2 separate regions of the Zea mays genome follow, and region 1 is linked to region 2. A link is a contact called in public Hi-C data. All regions are on one chromosome and are shown on one strand. Each heading gives the region's core, a stretch centred on a gene start, on an enhancer-like site or on the middle of the called end of the contact. The rest is flanking DNA. Distances are from core to core; before and after follow the strand shown.

What was found. Hi-C and Micro-C count contacts between places; a contact is called where the count stands out from the background.
Region 1: a contact with region 2 is called in a Hi-C map of endosperm, with 4 times the contacts expected there. The contact joins the enhancer-like site here to the promoter of LOC103636116 in region 2. A contact is called at or near these places in 15 of 25 Hi-C or Micro-C datasets (ear, endosperm, leaf and 5 more) and 2 of 3 datasets of contacts at active chromatin or transcription factors (leaf and seedling).

Annotation. Positions count from the first base shown.
Region 1 is chr8:150,206,920-150,213,146 of Zm-B73-REFERENCE-NAM-5.0, forward strand. LOC100193870 (MAG2-interacting protein 2) reads left to right here. Exons shown (of 11, transcript NM_001359312.1): 8 at 129-488; 9 at 586-1,804; 10 at 1,953-2,218; 11 at 2,641-5,317. The coding sequence ends at 5,217. Among protein-coding and RNA genes, the nearest start is that of LOC100193870, 12 kb to the left of the region's middle. Within about 2 kb of position 4,127, at least 2 of the 20 cell types and tissues checked have an H3K27ac peak or open chromatin away from gene starts, as enhancers often do. A contact at or near this core is called in endosperm and root tip, where this site is marked.
Region 2 is chr8:150,015,843-150,022,339 of Zm-B73-REFERENCE-NAM-5.0, forward strand. LOC103636116 (cinnamoyl-CoA reductase 1) reads right to left here and starts at 4,560. Exons shown (of 5, transcript NM_001301557.1): 1 at 4,284-4,560; 2 at 3,087-3,265. The coding sequence starts at 4,530.

The DNA of each region.
Region 1 (6,227 bases), core at 2,877-5,376, 190 kb after region 2:
TCAGGCACAGGATCTCTACACAATAATACATCAATTGTCTAACAATACCTTTCATTTTTCATGGATTGTTTACTTGTTTGCCAATGTTCTGCACTGTCAGTGCAACTCATAGCTGAATGTGGTCACAGGTCCCAAAATCAATGCATTTCTTCCTTAGTGCTCACTTAGATGAGAAGAATGTAAGGCAAATTATACGGCTGCTTTTATCGAAATTTGGCAGACGTCAACCTGTTCGATCAGACAATGAGTGGGCTAACATGTGGCGTGATTTAAAACTCTTCCAAGAAAAGGCATTTCCTTTTCTTGATTCAGAATATATGCTGGCCGAATTTATCAGAGGGCTATTGAAAGCTGGTAAATTTTCGCTAGCCAGGAATTATCTTGGAGGAACCAGTGCAGTTTCTTTATCCACAGAGAAGGCTGAAAATCTTGTGATACAAGCTGCAAGGGAGTATTTCTTCTCGGCTTCAACTTTATCTGGGAATGAAGTGAGTTGATGTTACCAATTTTTTTTGCCATCCAGTTATTACTCTGCCATTTCATTTCTGTGATTAATGCTAACTTGGATTATACAATCCCTTGCAGATTTGGAAAGCCAGGGAATGCCTAAATTTGTTACCTAATAGCAAAAATGTTCAAGCAGAAACTGATATAATTGATGCTCTTACTGTTAGACTTCCTTATCTAGGGGTGACTATCCTTCCTCTTCAGTTCAGGCAGGTAAAGGATCCTATGGATATCATCCGCATGGTGATAACATGTCAAGCAGGTGCATACCTTCATTTTGAAGAGATCATTGATGTCGCTAAACTTCTGGGATTAAGAAGTGAAGAGGAAGTAGCGGATGTGGAGGAGGCTATTGCCAGAGAAGCTGTGGTAAATGGTGATCTTCAACTTGCCCTTGATATCTGTTTAAATTTAACAAAAAAGAGTCATGGTGCAGTGTGGGATTTATGTGCTGCAATTGCTAGAGGCCCTCCACTTGACAATTTGGATACTGGTACCCGTGAAAAGCTATTGGGTTTCGCTCTCAGCCATTGTGATGACGATTCTGTTGGGGAATTGTTGAATGCTTGGAAGGAGCTTCATGCTCAGGGTACTTTTGAGAAATTAATGATTACAACCGCAACAAATCCTCCCAATTTCTTGATTGATGGATCTTCAATCACACCACTTCCTGTACAAAGTGTGCAAGACATACTTGACCTGAGAGATGACAATGGCCATGATAGACGTAGCGACCTTGTGGGAATTGTTAAAGACATGCTGTCAAAAGTTTGCTTGGACTTTTCTAATGGAGACACACATAATTGGGAGTCTATGTTGGAAGAAAACCGGAAATTGTTGTGCTTTGGAGCACTGGTATTACCATGGCTTTTGAAATTGTTCAGTAATGAAGCATGTGATGGTGAAATAATGGATCATCTCACTAGGAGATGTCGATTTTCAACAAAAGTAAAAGCAGCAACCAGTATCATATATTGGTTAGTTATAAATGGTTTGGCCCCCAATGATAATATAATCATGATTCTTGCAAAGTCTATAATGGAGCCTCCCATTGATGAAGAGTTTGATGTACTTGGCTGCTCGGTTCTTTTGAATCTCATGGACCCTTTCAATGGAGTGAAAATAATAGAGGAAGAGCTAAAAAGACGAGAATCTTATCAAGAAATTAGCAGCATAATGAGTGTAGGAATGTTATATAGTTCCCTCAATAATTCTAAGAAAGAGTGCTCCACTCCTGAACAGAGGAGAAACCTGTTGCTTCACAAATTTCATGAGAAGTTCACCTCAGCCGATACCGGTAGGTGTACTAAAATCAACAAGTCATCAATATGGTCACTATTTTACTATTGAATATTCTGCTGAGCTCAATCTTCTGCTGAGTTTTATTTGAATTGTTTTTGTGCTAATACATACCATATTCATTTTGTTTCTACCAACTTTGACAGATGATTTAGACCAGGTTGATATGGCAAATACAACCTTCTGGAGAGAATGGAAATCAAAGTTAGAAGAGGATAAACAACTGGCTGATCAAGCGCGGATGCTCAAGCAGATATTACCTGATATAGACACATCTCGATTCTTGTCTGGTGATGTTAATTATATCAAAATAGTAGTTTACTCCTTTGTTAATTCTGTAAAGATGGAGAAAAAACACATACTCAAGGAAGCAGTGCGGATAGCTGAGGCATATGGGTTGCAACGAACTGAGGTCTCTCTCACACATCTGAGCTTATATTTTTGTTTTCTTTATATGTAAATTTCTAGCGAAAGGGCCTCTACTTGAGTTGGTTAGGTGGTCTGATTAGCACTCCTCAGGTCGTGGGTTCGACTCCCCGTGGGAGCGAATTTCAGGCTGTGGTTACAAAATCACCTCGTCTATCCCACACCAAAGCACAGGTCTAAGGTCTCGCCCCGGTCGCGGTTGTTCTCACATGGGCTACGGTTCCGCTGTGTATGGGTGGGGCAAGGGTTCGGGGGGTTTAGTGACCTGCGTTAGAAGGTCTTTTTCTTAATATAATGCCGTGGAAGCGGTCTTACCCCCGCAGGTCGAGTTTTTTTATATGTAAATTTCTCACCTGCAGTTTTGTCTCATGATGTTTTACAATCTCATATGGTTGCTTGGATTTTTAGGTGCTTTTACGATTTCTCGCCTGCAGTCTTGTGTCTGAATACTGGGATAACAATGATATTCTGAACGAAATTTCTGAATTCCGGGAGGATATTGTCAGCTCAGCTAAGGGTGTGATCGATATGATATATTCAGATGTCTATCTGGAGATAGATGGGTATAATAAACAACGTCTTTCTTACATTTACGGCATTCTTTCAGCATGTCATTCATATCTGAAGAGGACCAATGAGATAGAATTGAGATACCCAGTGCATGTGCATACCCATAAGCTTGAACCATTTCAGTACTATAAGGTACTTGAGGAAGAGTGCAAGAAAGTCTGCTTCATTGATGGCTTGAACTTTAAAAACATTGCTGGACTGGATAATCTGAACTTTGAGCATTTCAATGACGAAGTATGCAAGAATATCCATGCCTCCACCGTCACTGCTATAGCCGATATGGTACAGTCTCTTGTGAGTATGTATGTTGATGTACTGGCCAAGGGACTCATATCACAACAAGGTGTTTACAAGCACTATGTTCTGGGGTTGCTGGCATCACTTGAAGGCCGCAGTGAAGCACAATCGAACAACACAGATTATGAAAAGTTGCAGGCTTCCCTATGCGAATTTGAGTTGAACTATGATAGTTGCAGGGAGTACATCCAAGCTCTTCCAGCCACAGATATTTCATATATTGTAAGAAGGTATTGCACCCTTTGCTTTCCATCTAACTTAGCACGAAGCCATCCACAGGAACCTTCATGGAGGAAACCTCTTGCCACGCTACTAGAATTTTGGTCTAAAGTTGTTGATGACATACCGGGGGATTCAATTGATGCTTGCTCATATGGAAGAACAGACTACTTAAATTCAAATAGGTTATCTCTGTGCATGAGAGCTTTCAGGCAGCTATTAATAATTGATGAGATAGCACTGCACCAAGGTTGGGATGCCATTTCCATGTATGTAAAAGATTGCCTTAGAAATGGAAAGATGATGGAAACACCATGCTTTTGTCGAGCTATGATTCTATCAGGCTGCAGTTTTGAATCTGTAGTTGAAGTATACTTTGGAGGACAAGGACAGTTAGGGAGTGAGAATGCAGATCCAAGCAATTATTTGGACCTCTTAGAACTTTATAATGCTGCTACAGAAAAGTGTTTGTCGGATTTGAGTGAGGAATCTTGCGAATATCGAATATTGCTTCATAATTTGCTGTCATCTTTGAGCCGGTCAACGGGAAAACATGCTGGTGCTCTAGAAATGGTCAGATCTGGTGTTTGGGGGAAGTTAATCCGCTATTCGGAAGACATGCAGCTAGAGAGCCAATTACGAGTCTATGCACTACAGCTGATGCAATGTATCACAGGAAGAAACCTTAAATCTCTTCCAAATGAAATGGTGTGTCAGGTTGAGCCATGGGAATCATGGTATGAGCATGGAGCGGGTGCTGCCATAGCTGATGAGAGTATCAACTCCTCTAGCAGCATCACAGGGACTCTTGTCGCACTTAGATCTACTCAGATGGTCGCTGCAGTTCTGCCTGACGCTAATATCACTCCAGAAAACCTAGCAACTCTTGACTCTGCAGTATCTTGTTTTTTAAAATTGTCAGAACGTGCTTCTGGTGTGAGCGTTGCTGTTTTTGAAGCAGTGCTAGAAGAGTGGGAGCAATTGTTCTCCCCCAAAGAAGAGCATGTTGCACCTCATGAATCACCAAAAGAAACAAGTGACTGGAGTGATGGATGGGATGATGGCTGGGAGGCGCTACCGGAAGAGTTGGAGAGTCCAAAGAATAAACAAGAGGGTGTGTTGTTATCTGTGCATCCCCTCCACAGTTGCTGGATGGAGATTATCAGAAAACGTGTTGAACTTGGTGAGCTGCACAAGGTACTTGAACTTCTAGACCGAGCATCTTTGAAACACAGCGTGTTCCTAGAGGAAGAAGAAGCACACAGCTTGGTTGAACTTGTATCTGCTCTGGACTGCTTCATGGCCCTTAAAACTGTGTTGCTACTCCCATATGAATCTCTGAGACTGCAGTGCCTGCAGATGGTGGAGGTGAAAATGAGGGAAGGAATCGTGTCCACCTCATCAAATGCTGATGATCAGGAGCTCCTTGCCTTGGTTCTTTCCTCTGGAACTATGCAGAAGATCATCACAGAAGAGGCATACTCTAAATTTTTCTCTTACATATGCCATCTTGTCGGGCACCTTGCAAGGTCATTCCAGACTGATCTCCTCGTACAATGGAACGAAGCAACATCTAAGATCAACAGATCTTTACTGTTCGCTAGAGTTCTGTTTCCATGTTTTGTATCTGAACTGGTCCTCGGAGGGCAGTATCTTCTGGCTGGGTTCGTCATCTCGAGATGGATGCACACACATCCATCTCTGGGCCTGATGGATATCACCGAGACCAGTGTGCGATGCTTCCTTCAAGGCCAGGTTGCCCAACTTGATGAGGTGGGAGGGAGCGATGCTGCTCTCACTGACGGTGAAGTTTGTGTAAGGCACACAATCTCCACCCTACAGCCGAAACTTGTTTCTCTTCTGCAGTCTGCATTAGCTCTTTCGAACAAAGAGTTGTAGGCAAAGTCCTGTGTAGTTAACTTTTACACTCTTGCTGTACTACCGGTGTACCTGTAACATAAAATGTTTTTTTAGATAATGGTAAAAGTGAATGGTGGAAGATTTCATATTGTTATCCCAAAACTACAAAGTTCTTTAGGTTCAGAAACACAACCACCTAAAAACAACTACATCCCCCAACCTTCAACCAAACAAACAACACAAGCCCACATAGGCTGCAGAGCATGTTTACACATTTAGGGCTTGTTCGTTTTGGTGATAATCTACATGTATTGGGTGGGATTGAGCCGGTTTAAATCCATAACAAGTCAAAATCCACCCCAATCCCACCCAATACACTCCAATACACATGTAATATCAATAACCGAACAAGCCCTTAAAGTACTTTATTACAGACTATGGCCCGGCAAACAGCACACAGGCTAAAGAAGAAGGGTTAATTATATTTGTGTCATTACAATTTTCTACGTTTTGATACGTGTCACTAAACTTCTTAAACTTGCACATATGCCATTCAACTTCTATTCAACTCTGAAATACGCTATTTCAGATTTCCTTTTTTATCCTTGTTTGTCCAAACATATCCACCAGTACATTAACTGTGCAGCTTCTAGCGAAGGGTGGGGCATAGCTCCGGCGGGCGTGCAGCTCCGGTGGCGGCTGCTAGGGTTATGGGAGTAGGTTTGGAGAGACGAAAAGTCATAGAGGAGGGGGCGGTTCGGGCGGGCAGGGGGGGAGGGGCAGGCGCTCGACTGGCTTGGCTCGAGAGGGGCTTGCAGCGCACGACAGGTAAGTTGCCCGCGCCCAAGGCTCATGCGGAGGAGGGGGGCACGGCTAGGGTCGAACGGTCGCCCGCCGCGCCGTAGGCAGGGGAGGGGAGAGGGGAGAGAAAGGGGGTGGGCGACGCAGGGGAGGGGTCGGCCGGGGAGGGGCTGCCACAAAACAGTGAAGAAAATGAAGCACAAGGATCCCAAATCATGTTGGTTGCTCACCACAGAAGAAGACCATCG
Region 2 (6,497 bases), core at 3,310-5,809:
TTGATTTTTTTCATATTTTTTCTTCTTCTTCTAAATTTGGTGATAACTGACAAATATCCATACAGAGAGCCTCTTGAATGGATATAAAAGCCTCTTGATAACTGACAAGCACTGTTGAAGTGTTGGTAACACATCATGTGACAACGATCTTTGGGCTGGCAGTACACTGCAGTGGACTACTGCGCATTCGACAAAATAGTGAGCCGGTGAGAGAATCGACTTCCCGAACCCGAAGTGCTACCATCAATCAACACGTTTTGTCTCTGTAGTTTGCAGTTGTAGCAGTCTAAACAGCTGAACAGTTCCAAAATTCTTCAGATGATAAGTGAGATGTACCTAGAAGTGCTAATGGATTACGATCCAAATATCCATTCACAAAAAATTATAGCTCTTAAATAATTTTAGTTCAAAAATAAATAAAAATAAAATCAATTTTAATCTGATTCAATCTTTTAAAGTGTATAGTATAAAATCTAAAGCCCTCTACCACGCTAGGTGCACCTGCGGATGGTGCAAACGACATGGGGCGAGGCACGTACGTCAATCTGTTTCCTAATCGCTTTTTGGGTGTTACAAACGATATGTTGACGCTGCGACGGTTCCAGCGTGCGCAAGGGAAGCTTAGGTCGTGATGGTTGGTTGCATCGTCGACCTCCGGTTGCTGCGTGAAATCAAAAGCAGACGAAACAGACAAGGTGCAAAGGAGAGGAGACCTCCGGCGGCGCTAGACTAGCTAGTAGGCGGTGGGTTGAGCGGAAAGGCCTGCAGGTACTTGTGTGCCGTCTGCTGTTGGAGAGCATGCTCTTCCTTTTACGTACGGATCGGATATGTGCAATGCAAGCACTCCTCTCAGATTCAGATGAACAGAACTTGTAGAGGATTTATCGCCCATCTAGTGAACTGCAGATCTCGACATCGCTCATTCGTCAGCCGTGTTGACTTCGGGTCAGTTGGAACGCCAAAAATGTCAAAGGTTCATGAAGCTGCACCTGCACAGGTGCAGTACAGCTCGAGAAGGTCCAGATCCGAAATTCTTTCTTCACAAGCTACCCTTTGCTTTTGCATCCTCTTACCCTCGTTCCGCAAAAGTTGTACTTCCAAAGTCATGGGTAGTTGAGTGACGTTCTGTGTTCTAGATAGCAGCACACCTCACTCTTTCAAACTCCACTCTTGAATAGTATTGTCTATAATAAAAATCAGTGTTTTGCACACTTGTTGTACGATCTGTTTGGGGTCTATCTTGACGCTGTCTGGTAACCCTTGTATCTCGTCTCTTATTTCAAACTTCAATTTATAATACAAAGCAGTGTTTTGCACGACCATATGCACAATATGTTAAAGATAACATAATAGCTACTATATTAAATATATATGATCGATCCAAACATGTAGTGTTAAAGGCCCAATCTTTTAATCTATGGTTCCATTAGTATCTATTAGCAAGAGAAAGGATAGCCAGCAGTCTGCTAAATCAGCATGCAACAATTAAAATATCCAAATAAGGCCACGGGTGTGGCAGAAGTAGCCCATCTTGGACCGACTGTCTCCAGCAACTTACCTATTCTATCGTCTATCATATCTTGTATTTTAAATTTCACTATGTAAACAATACAGTCAGTAATATAAAACAGTGTTTTTATGACCATATGCATGATCTACTGGAGACAACCTAGATTATGAGAGGTTTCAATATTTGGGACTCAATAATCAGCATGCTCCACACAGCTTATCCTCAATTCGTATGACTTCCATATTCTGATATCACTATGAATTCTTCATTTCAATTGTCTCTCTTCACTTTTCTTCAGTTTTTTCTTAATTCCTTTTATTTCCTTGCCTTCCCCGTACAGAGAAATTTCTTCAGAAGACATAGGAATCGTGTGCCGGATTGTGTGAGGCATCATCCGATCCATATTGAAACCCGGATATCGAAACCTCTCATTTGGATCCAGCAGCAACTAATAGTCCATACAGTAGTAGTTAACATAAACTAGCTAAAATATTGTTTGCTACCTATGGTTGTTGCTTGGATCCAAGACCTAAGGTGGGCGGATTGATGATTTTATCTACAACACCCTTCACATTTTAGAGCATGTAGCTAGATGTGTACAGGACGGTCGAAGCGTCTTTTCGCGATCTATTAGGGCTTGTTCGGTTATTCCCAATATACATGAATTGGATGAGATTGGAAAAAATGAGAAGAAGTTTGACTTGTTTGGAATTCAAACTCATCCAATCCCACTCAATCCACATGGATTGAGAGCTAACCGAACAAGCCCTTAGCTGGGTTAAGCGACATCTAGTGAGATGGTTGCTCGATGCGGACTATTAGTTTGACTTTGTCATAGCAAAAAAATTTAGCAACCGCTCCCTCCACTTTAAAAAATAGGGTATCGTTTTGACATTTATAAATACACTACATCTATATCTAGATACAAGGTAAAAGTCATATATCTCAAAAAGTCAAAACAATTTTGCAAATTAGGATGAAGGGATTAACTATTAGATAGGTGGATACAAACATTGCCTTAGCTTAAGGTGTATCGGATCCACCCTCTTCAGGCTTCCAGTAAATGCAATTTTACACTTTGTCTAATTCACAGAAAATAATATACATCTATCTATTATTCTAAATAGATATGCTACAGGAATATATATATTCTACAGATAATCTAGTGACTTGTTTAGTATGATAAAAAAAAGATACCGACTCCTTAAAGTTCAACTAAATTAAAGATACGTAGCCTGCCCCCCATGCTATAGATTGTATTCTTTCTTCAAGCAGTGAGTAAAGAAAGAAAGGACAATGTCTTACTCGCGGTAGGTTTAACGACTGAACATCAACAACAACAGCCTGACAAGCCAACGGTTGAGCAGCAGATTTCATGGATCATGTCTCCTTATCAGACTATCCTGCAATCCAGGTTCTATTACACATGCTACCATGCATGTCCCCAACACAGCCCGAACCTATTGACGCCACGTGACATGTCTAGTCCTAGTGTCGACGTGAGAGGTATGAGGCTAGAATTCATAGGAAAAAGGAAACGCTCCCAGTAAGAACGAAAGTTTGTTGTCGTCCTCACCGTGTAGCCGGACATGCCCCCGGGGTCGACGAAGGCGGAGGTGTGGAACACGCCGGCGCACCCGTCGAAGGCGCGGCGCAGGCCGTCCGGGTCCATCACGTTCGCCATCACCGTCGACACCCCCCCATCCCGGCCGTCCTCGCCGAACATCTCCATCTCCCGCAGCTTGTCCATGTCCTCTGCACGCCAAGACACGTACTTAGAGATCAAATAAACCGAAACGCTCGAAACCTGGGAGTGACCGGGGGGATTCGCTAGTGACGGACGACACGGCAGAACAGAGTCACTGTCAGCCCACGACGTGCGATAGCAAAGTTGTAGGCTGTGGTGGGGAGGTTTCAGAAACCTTAGCTAGACCCTCGCCACTGGCTCACCACGGTACCACTTGGAGTACTCTGTTCATCTACATGTTTGGCACTAGAGGACGACGACCAGTTTTATTACAAAGTCAAAGCGCAAGTTCTGGCGGGGACGGACGTGTGCTTCCCGTCTTTGCCGTGCAAGTTAGGTTGATCATAAGTTCGTTTCGTCCTTCGTCGTGTACTCGTGTTTCTCTCGGTCGTTTCAGCGGGTGCGTTGATCACAAAACAAACAAACAAAATAGAGTACCATCCAATCTTTTAGCAAACAAATGATAAAAGGGAAAGAGAGAAAAAGGTAGGCTCTGTTCTATTAGCCTTCGTCTGAAACGGAGCAAGAGGCCATTGTCAGCAAGGCAACTCATCATCGAGGGAAAGAATGAAGAGACGAGCCAGATGAAAACCTGGCCGGCGGCCTTTGCCCAACGCGAGAGAATGATAAGAACAAACGGGCTAACAGTAATAACGAGACAAGCGGGACCCCAATACTTTTCCTTCCTGTTTGTAGGCAGGCTTGCCTAAACACGTGAGAAGTCGAGGCGTTGGGACATGGACGCATGGTGCCGCGTGAACGAGCATGTCCGCTTCGTGCTTACCCATACTTTGTTTGATCCGGTGACCGCGCTTGCGGTCGACTGGTCGTGGACGATTCGCATCCAATCAGACGAGAGCGATCGCTTTCTGGGCTGAGATGGACGAGGATTTTTTTTTTCACGTATACCCCGTCCCTGCCACCGGGGCCGGGCCGGGCCGAGGGGCGCGCGCGAGAGCTTCAGAGCGAGCGAGAGAAGCAGCCGGGTAGGTTGGTGTGGGGGAGGACGGACGGGACGGCTGGTACCTTGCGTCTCCAGCGCGAGGCGGACGGTGTACCCGTGCCGGAGGAGGCGGTCGACGACGGCGAACCCGACGAAGGAGATGCCGCCAGTTACGCACACGGCGCGCGCCGCGGCCCCTCCGGCGTCACCCCGGGGAGCGCGCTTAGCGTCCGCGTGGCCCGCCGAGCGGCGCCACCCGCCCGCCAGGAGCGCGGCGCGCAGCTCGTCCACCTCCGCCTCAAGGCTCTGCGTGCTCCGAAGCACGCCCATGCCTGCCGGGCCTGCTCCCGCGCTGCTGCGGTAGTGCCTCTCGGTGTTGGTGGAGAGGGTATTCACGGCGAGTGGGGTGGGTAAAATAGCCACGTACTACACTACTAGGGCGAGCACCACTGGCTGAGCAGAGGAGAGGACTCGGCTGTCTTCGTCGCGCGACTGGGGTTGGGTAGGTAGGCTCGGTACTCTACCTTCACCGAGGCTTGTTTTTTGTCAGACGGAGCCTGGGCCTGCCGCCCGGGACATGGCCACATGGGTTGGGGTGGGGGGTAGCTGCGCTGGACGGCAGGCATCGCACGGGCGTTCCTGCCTGACGGTCCGTCTAGGTCTAGCCTTGGGTTCGGCTTCGGATCTTGTGAGAGTAATGTGCTCAACTCTTCTTGTCCTCCTCCGCTGCCTCCAACTTCTTCTTGGTGTTAATTTATTGCGCTGGAGCTGGTAGCGGAAGCAGCCACGCTATTGTATCGCAGGCCATTGATTTCGATGGTCCCTGTTTGATTATGAAGCTCAACAGTATACTAGCGCCTCATAGATAACCAGGCTCTATAACTGTCCGGATCCTGATCGAGACCGACGGAATATTTGATATCTTATATTATAACAGAGAGATAGATTATATGCACTACAGTAAACGCAGAAACGTCCGACGGCCAAAGCCGTCGGACATAAGGAATAAACCGTCGGAAATAGATTATTTCCGACGGTCAAGCCTTATCTCCGACGGCTTTAAGCCGTCGGAGATAACTCGTCGGAAATAGTGCTATGTCCGACGGCAGCCGTCGGACATAAGTTATCTCCGACGGCTGCCTATGCCCGTCGGAGATAACAAATCCCAACCGTTTTACCGGTCGGGATGTGGGTCCCACTGAATTAAGTCCGACGGCTCCCGCTAGGCCGTCGGAGATAAGCATTGCTTATGTCCGACGGTAGTTAATGCCGTCGGAAATAACAAAAGAGTTATGTCCGACGGCTACCATTAAGCCGTCGGACATAACAAATTACAGAATTTACACAAAATTCTGTTTTTTAAAAAATCTGACATTTACAAAACAAAAACAGATTCATGCACATATACAAATTCACATTCACAATCACAAATACACACATTCTAATAAGTATTCACAATCACAAATAGTCTCACATAAATATTAACATTCACAAATTTAACATCAACATATAGGTTCGACGGTTGTTGCAAACTGAAATTGTGTCTCACAAACAAGTGTTGCAAAGTGTTTCATAAAAAACATCACGACACATCAATCATATCCATCGTCTGGATGGTTCGAGTAGCCACCTCCTCCGGCTGGACTCTGCGTGTTGAAAATGGTGTTCACCCACGAATTTGTTGTGTCGTCCTGACCAAACCCATCTCCAGGTGCGGCAACTGAAGCGGGTGGTGTCTGAAATCCCTATAACACAAGCACATGAAATAGTAACCACTCAGTTGTTCATTTAAACACATAAGACATTTATGAACATGTCACACACGCATATGTGTACATACCATAGGGAATTGTGACGGAGGCGGAGACGGAGGTGGAGGCGCCAACATTGGCATTGGCAGTGCAAAGTCCGGAGGCGGCATCCCATATGTCGGCATCGGGACGCCCGCTTGTTGGGCTAGTTGCTACAAATTATATACAAGTCATTGTTGAACAAACAAGATACACATCAAGTGTTTTGCAAAATAAGCTACAAAATGTTACTTCAACTTACCGAGAGAAGAGCTTGATTTTGGGCCTGGAGGCTTGCATAATACTCGTCCCTCTTCTTCTGGTACTCGGCTTGTTGTCTCTGGTATTCAGATTGTTGCCTCTGGTACTCCAATTGTTCCCTCAAGACTGATTGATGGTACTCTGCCTGTTGACGCAACACTGCAAGCTCTATCTCATGGGCTGCTGATCGTGAACGGGACGACTGTGAAGACGACGATGTGGATTGTCGTCCACGGCGTCTCAGCT